Linked DNA regions of Sus scrofa: region 1 is linked to region 2. A link is a contact called in public HiChIP or PLAC-seq data. All regions are on one chromosome and are shown on one strand. The core of a region is the stretch at or near the end of the contact, and the rest is flanking DNA. Distances in the headings are between cores, read along the strand shown. Region 1 overlaps LPP (lipoma-preferred partner). Region 2 overlaps LPP (lipoma-preferred partner).

Evidence for each region. HiChIP or PLAC-seq counts read pairs in DNA pulled down with a chosen protein or histone mark.
Region 1: a contact with region 2 is called in an H3K27ac HiChIP or PLAC-seq map of skeletal muscle. The contact joins two enhancer-like sites. A contact is called at or near these places in 1 of 47 Hi-C or Micro-C datasets (epiblast stem cells) and 2 of 2 datasets of contacts at active chromatin or transcription factors (alveolar macrophages and skeletal muscle).

The regions. Positions count from the first base shown.
Region 1 is chr13:126,187,847-126,191,025 of Sscrofa11.1, reverse strand. The region is part of intron 5 of LPP (lipoma-preferred partner); the gene reads right to left. Among named protein-coding and RNA genes, the nearest start is that of MIR28, 93 kb to the left of the region's middle. Within about 2 kb of position 1,350, at least 2 of the 83 cell types and tissues checked have an H3K27ac peak or open chromatin away from gene starts, as enhancers often do. A contact at or near this core is called in skeletal muscle, where this site is marked.
Region 2 is chr13:126,367,347-126,370,375 of Sscrofa11.1, reverse strand. The region is part of intron 8 of LPP (lipoma-preferred partner); the gene reads right to left. Among named protein-coding and RNA genes, the nearest start is that of MIR28, 87 kb to the right of the region's middle. Within about 2 kb of position 1,690, at least 7 of the 83 cell types and tissues checked have an H3K27ac peak or open chromatin away from gene starts, as enhancers often do. A contact at or near this core is called in skeletal muscle, where this site is marked.

The DNA.
Region 1 (3,179 bases), core at 101-2,600, 180 kb after region 2:
AGTTTACAATATATATATATATCTTCTTTTATTAAATCTTTCAAAGCTTTCCAGTGCTCTTAGAACGAGGTTCAGTTTTTCTTCCTGATAGAGCCATTGCTTTGCTTTCCAGTCTCCTCTTTTCTATCCCATCCCCTGGAATATGATGCTCCAGCTATCCTGCAGTTACCTGATTTGAATGTTTTCCAACCTGTCCCCTCCTCCCAACTTCTAACTAGAATTAATCCTTCAGATTTCCAGTGAATGACATTCTGGAAAGCCGTTCCCAAGTCTCTAAGTCTAGGTAAAGTGTCTATCACTGATATTCCTTTAACAGACTGCACTTAAAACCACTGTCCACTGTTTTGCAATTCCTCCTTTAGTATTCTCTTCTGCTCCAAGCTTCATATGGACGGAGACTTTGTCTTTCTCACTCAACATGGTAGGCTTAGTGTCTAGCAAACATACACCCATATGTATTTATTTAATGAATAAGATTATTTCAATAATGTATTATTGGTAGAGTCTATGAGAGAGACATATAATAAAACAAAACAAAATGGCAGTAGTTGGCTAAACAATAACCATCCCACGTTATTCTTTTCCCACCAGTTTTGTGAAGCCAAACCATCAGTTATTTATCCATGAAGTATTTAAGTATGATAGCAGACTCGTAACTTAAACTAATTTAAAAAATAAATTCTGTTTTTACACATTTTAGGTTTCTTAGCTGTAGGTAACAGGAGATGTGGTGAGCCTTGTTCAGAGCCTTCGGTTATACACAACTACCATAATAGAACCAATCATTACAGTCTATTACTGCTATTCAGAGGTCATTAAAAGACAAAAAGATAGAAGGGTGAGATCCCTTTTCTCAGGAAACCCCCAAGTCTTACACTTGCTGATGGGGTGGAAGTTAAAATGTGGCAGTCTTTGAGACACAGTCTGAAAAGAGTAATCTGGGGCAGATGGAATTTTTGAGCAAGAAATAAAAGTGACTTAATTGTGCATCATTAAAATACACAATATTCTTTACAGAATCACAGAGCATTAGAACTTGTAGGAATTTGAAAGTCATAAATTTCTACCTTTTCCTCAAGGAAACTAGGCACAGGAAAGATTTGTCAAAGGTGATAAGGCCTTGACGGGTCAGAATTAGAATCCACCTTTCCAAGACCACTGTTGGAACCTTAATGCCAGCATTCCTGCCATCACACCAAAATGTCCAGACTTAGTAACAAGCCTATAAAACGGCAACAAATTCAGTTTTGTTTTTTAACAAAAGTGAACCTCGGTGTATAGACACTGGGCAGCACTGAGTAGAAATCACCCACGAGGCTCAATGGGGATTGGTTGGGTTGCTGTGTTTTCATACAGGAGTTTCCAAAATAGTAGTGGAATTCAGTGAGACAAGCCACCAGTGTGAGCAAGTGGCTATATTTGCATCAGTGGAAACAAACAGACCTGCGTTCACATATGTCCAAAGAAATTTGGGTGACCGAAAGCAAAGCAAAAAAGGAATAGGTGGTGAGTTACAGTCTTTAGAGAATATGGTGAAAAAAATTTGCTAAGACCTATCAAATATCTCCAATAAAATGCTGAAACCACACCATATTTACAGCACATCAAGCTCATGGCACAGCCACTAGATGTTTGCTCAGTTTTTTTTCCCTTTTTTTGCAGAAAACATGCTCATTTTTAAATGATCACTATATTATTATGATTCAAATACATCATCCACATTATATACTGTATGGGAAGATGAAGTTTCTCTTCTCCTAACATATTTGTTCTCATAAATGGATGCTGTTTGTCCATTTATTGTAGATAGATAAAAAGGCTGAATCACAGAAGGGTATAATTTCTAAGGAGAGAGCACTTTTGCCACAGAGTGGGAGAAAGGGTGGAAAATGTTTTCATAAAAAGCGACTATTAGGCACAAATAAGAGCTCTATTCACCAAACCTGTACATATCCCTTTATCCTTGTAAAACAAGCTATGAAAGCACATAATGACTAACTGCAGCAAAATTACTCACATTCTAACTTTGCATAATCGCTAAAATGGTTCTGGTTTTTTAACCCTCCCCCTTCAACAATTCTGCACTCTTAAAACAATTTTTTTTTTCAACCACAGCACAAATGGTTATAGCAAATGAGTGTACCAGGCACATCTGCTGTTCCAGAAAAGAATTCCCTCTCCTGTGCCAAATCCACGTCTATCGGAAGGAATAAAAATAAATCGTGAGCAGGTTCAGCAAATGCCCGGATAAATCCTGCATTGACCACATGGGGTAGATTCATTTCTGGTCCTTGGTGTGGCCTAAAAAGGGTGAGGCAATGGAGGAGTTGATGTGGAAGCAAAGGTTTCTCTCACGCCTGTCTTTGTCACTCAATTGCGGAGCAGGTACACAGTTAAAAAGTAGCTCCCTCCTCAGTTTCTCTGGTCATCTATTTAGGTAACAGGATTGAGTTTATAACCTAAGAAGTGAAGGGAAATTGGCACAGTGTTTTGCAAAATACAGACAGTCTTCTTAAAAGTATCAGTGACAAGGAGTTCCTGTCGTGGTTCAGTGGTTAACGAATCCGACTAGGAACCATGAGGTTGCGGGTTTGATCCCTGGCCTTGCTCAGTGGGTTAAGGATCCAGCTTTGTAGCGTGAGCTGTTGCAGACGCAGCTCAGATCCCACGTTGCTGTGGCTCTGGCATAGGCCGGTGGCTGCAGCTCCAATTAGACCCCTAGCCTGGGAACCTCCACATGCCGCTAGAGTGGACCTAGAAAAGACAAAAAAAAAAAAATAATAATTAATTAAAAAATATATCCGTGACAAGAGCAACAATAGTCTTAGTGTAATGGTCCACCAAACCACCCTTTATGATGTTGTCCATTTGTATTTTTGAAAGCTTTGCAGATAGAGTCCATATGATGTTTCAGATCACATGATGCAGTAAATATGATGTAATGTGAAGTAGTAAGGATTTTATGTTTTTTCTTTTCTAGAAAGACATTGTCAGCTGGCAATTTGAGAATGGCTTGGGAGAGGGAACACCATTATTTTGGTCTTGGCATATGGTGAACAAACACTATGGAAGAGAATGCAAGAGAATGGGGGCTAGACCACTATCTGGGTATTAGCACCACTACTGAAACTCATCAACAGCTGAAATCTTACAAATGGCTGACAGAGTTCAGTCATTTG
Region 2 (3,029 bases), core at 441-2,940:
TTGCCTTCTTGCCTTGCAATAAAGATGATGCCAGCCTTGCCTGGCATCCTCTGATTCTGCAGGGAGGTGAGCAAAAGAGAGATCCAGGAAGTAAGTTCTTTTTTTTTTTTTATTTTTTTTAAGTAAGCCTGACTAGGGGAAGGAATTACCATGTCCCCATTCAAAGTCATCAGAATATCAGAGAATTTCCACCCAAACTCCCCAGCAATTTTCATCTACAAGTTGGGCCTGTGCATTTGCCCTTGAGTGCAACAGCTCTTATGATAATTCTACAGCTGGAAGCAAGACAGCTGGCTTCACTCTCACATCCTTCTTTTCAATTTTTTACATTTACATTTCAGCAATGACTGCTGACAGGCTCCCCAAGCCAAGTTCTCTTCTCTGCTTCTTATACACACATAGAGTCCCAAATCCAAGGTACAGCAAAGGACAAAGAGTCAAAGACTCTCTTAGGAGACACTGGGATCTAAATGGAAACCCAATTCCCCTCCAGCCACCCGCCCCAAATAAATATCAAAGCAACCAGAGGCACACCCGTTGGGACAAGAACTAAGGGAAAGAAAAAAAGAATAAAATGTGATAACCCCCACCCCAATAATGGTTTCAAATTCATAAGGGAATATGCCAAAAATCTCAAATGGCTATAACACCAATTGTAGAAGGTTAAAACCTATGAGAGAGGGAGAAATAAAAGCCTTGCATGTTCAGAAAAGGCCCCATCTATTTAGGGAAGTTCCAGGAAAGCTTTTTTAAGGTTGGATGAGATAGATTTTCAAATGGTGGAGATGGAGAAAGGTACAAGGCAGACAGCAGGCTGGGCACAGAGAGAGAAGGCTAAGATAGCAATGTCTGGGAGAAGTGTCCAGTTTGGCCCAGTATTGTAAAAGGAATGTGGAGGAGAGGCGTGTGGGGTAAAAGTGAAGTGTTTCAGGACTGCTTCTTACACGAGCTGGGCTGGAGGTCTAGGCACATAGATCTCAAATCTGGGTGTGCAAAGGAACCTTCTCCAAGAGCCTTATAAACAATGCTAACTTCCTGGCTTCTTGTGCAGGAATTCTGGGGAGTAGTCCAGAATTTTGTTTTTAATGAGGACTTCAGGGTGATTCCAAAGCAGGTGGCCTCTGGCACATTTTGGGAAAACCAAGCTCCCTGAGGCTCATGACTGGTGACTGGTCCTCAGACTCTTCAAGCTCTCAAACCAGCAGTGTGCAGATAACATTCTGGAGACTGAAACATGGAAGAATAACTGTCCTTTGGGGATTCAAGCTACACAAACTTCTCTTCTGCAGGTTCTGTACATATGTTCCTGAGCCTCAGTCTATGCAGTTATTTACTGCTCAGAGCCTCCACACTTTGAGTTTTATTCAGCCCCATCAGCCTCTCTGAACCCTCACTTAGCCACTGGGGTAAGAAATACCATTTTCATTCTATTTGTGAGGAAATTTAAGCTAAAAGAAATGAAGTGAATGCAGACTAGTGTCTGAAGTTAAATTCCATATTCTTTCTCTAAAAATATTTGCTGCCTCATCTCAGGCCCCCTAAATGAAAGATTGAATATCTTACTTAGGACTCTTCCAACTTATTTTCTGGTTTATTTTTAAGATCAGTTTGAAAGCATAATCTCTCTCTCTCTCTCTCTCTCTCACACACACACACACACACACACACTCTCTCTCTCTCTCTCTCCTTTCCTCCCTCTATCTCCTCTGCCCAAATCTTTAATTCTAATCGAAAATGTATTCATTTTTCGGTTCTGAGGGTACAGTCCAGTTAAAAAGACCCTACTAATACAGATTTTGCACTGTACTGAGTAATTATCATTCCTTCATCCTTTAGGAGATATAGGATAAATATGAAAGAAAACAAGGAACAGACTCCTTCCCCATTTTCTTTCCAACCTTTTATCTATCTCTAAAGTAGGAAGTTTACTGAACCACTGCCAACAATTCACTCAGCCTAATGAAGTGTATAAGTAATAGGATTAAATAATCTTAAACCATTATTACAGCGGCCTGATGCTGACATTCATCCAAACTCTGGCAAACACCAAGTGGTGAGTTCATGCTTGATTTAAAAATAAACAAACTAGGGCAGTGGGAAAGTTCTAGCATAAAGTTTCAGAGGCATGTAACCTGGAAATCTGAGACTCTCCATTCTGGTTAGGGCTGAAGCAACTTCTGTCTTATGTCTAAACTCTCCAACCAAAATTTATGCAATCCAGTATTTTCTAGGGATGTTACTCTGGGCCCTGTAGTCACATATGGTTAAACCTCTCATGTCAGTCCCAAAGAAAGCAGTTCTTTGAAGGCATCATCAAGGCTCATGGTTTCTATTCCTGCCTCTGACATTAATAAACCATATAACCTCAGGCAAATCAGTCAGCTTTCTCAGGCTTTAGGTTTTCTCAGCTATAAAATGACGTTATTGAATTTCTAAGGTTCCTCCTGGCTCTTAAAAAGCATTCTATCTCTATGACAAGAGAAAAAAGTAGAGTTTGGGATAGCAGACTGTGGCAAAAGGTATGTCTGGCTAGGTCTCTATTATTCTGGGCCATCTTCTTCCAGGTGGGAGCCTTACTACCCTTTCCAGGGAGGGCCGTATAGCCTGCAGGGATGTGGTGGGCAGTAATGAAAATCAGCAAAGGGCTAGGGGCTCTATAGGGGAAAAGGCTAAATAAAATCCATCAGCAAAGGACAGTGCAGTAACTATTCTCCCACTGAAAGTTGAGCTGTTGTATAATTACAGGGTGATGATATAAATGCCTGTTAAAGTGAGAGGTGCTTTCCAAAGCATATTCAATCCTCCAATCATTTTGCTCCTGAGTTAATTATCCCTGTAAAATTTTATAGCATTCTTCACTTAGATCATTTACCCTTTTAAAGGTTTACCTAGGTATTTTGTTTTTGTTGCTTCTTCATAAAGATTTTTTTCCCATTTTATTTTCTAAATGTAAATTTCTATTTTGATTTTGCTAGGTTACTAATAAATAATTTAGGTTTCCTTAGATTTTCTTAAATAATTATCATATA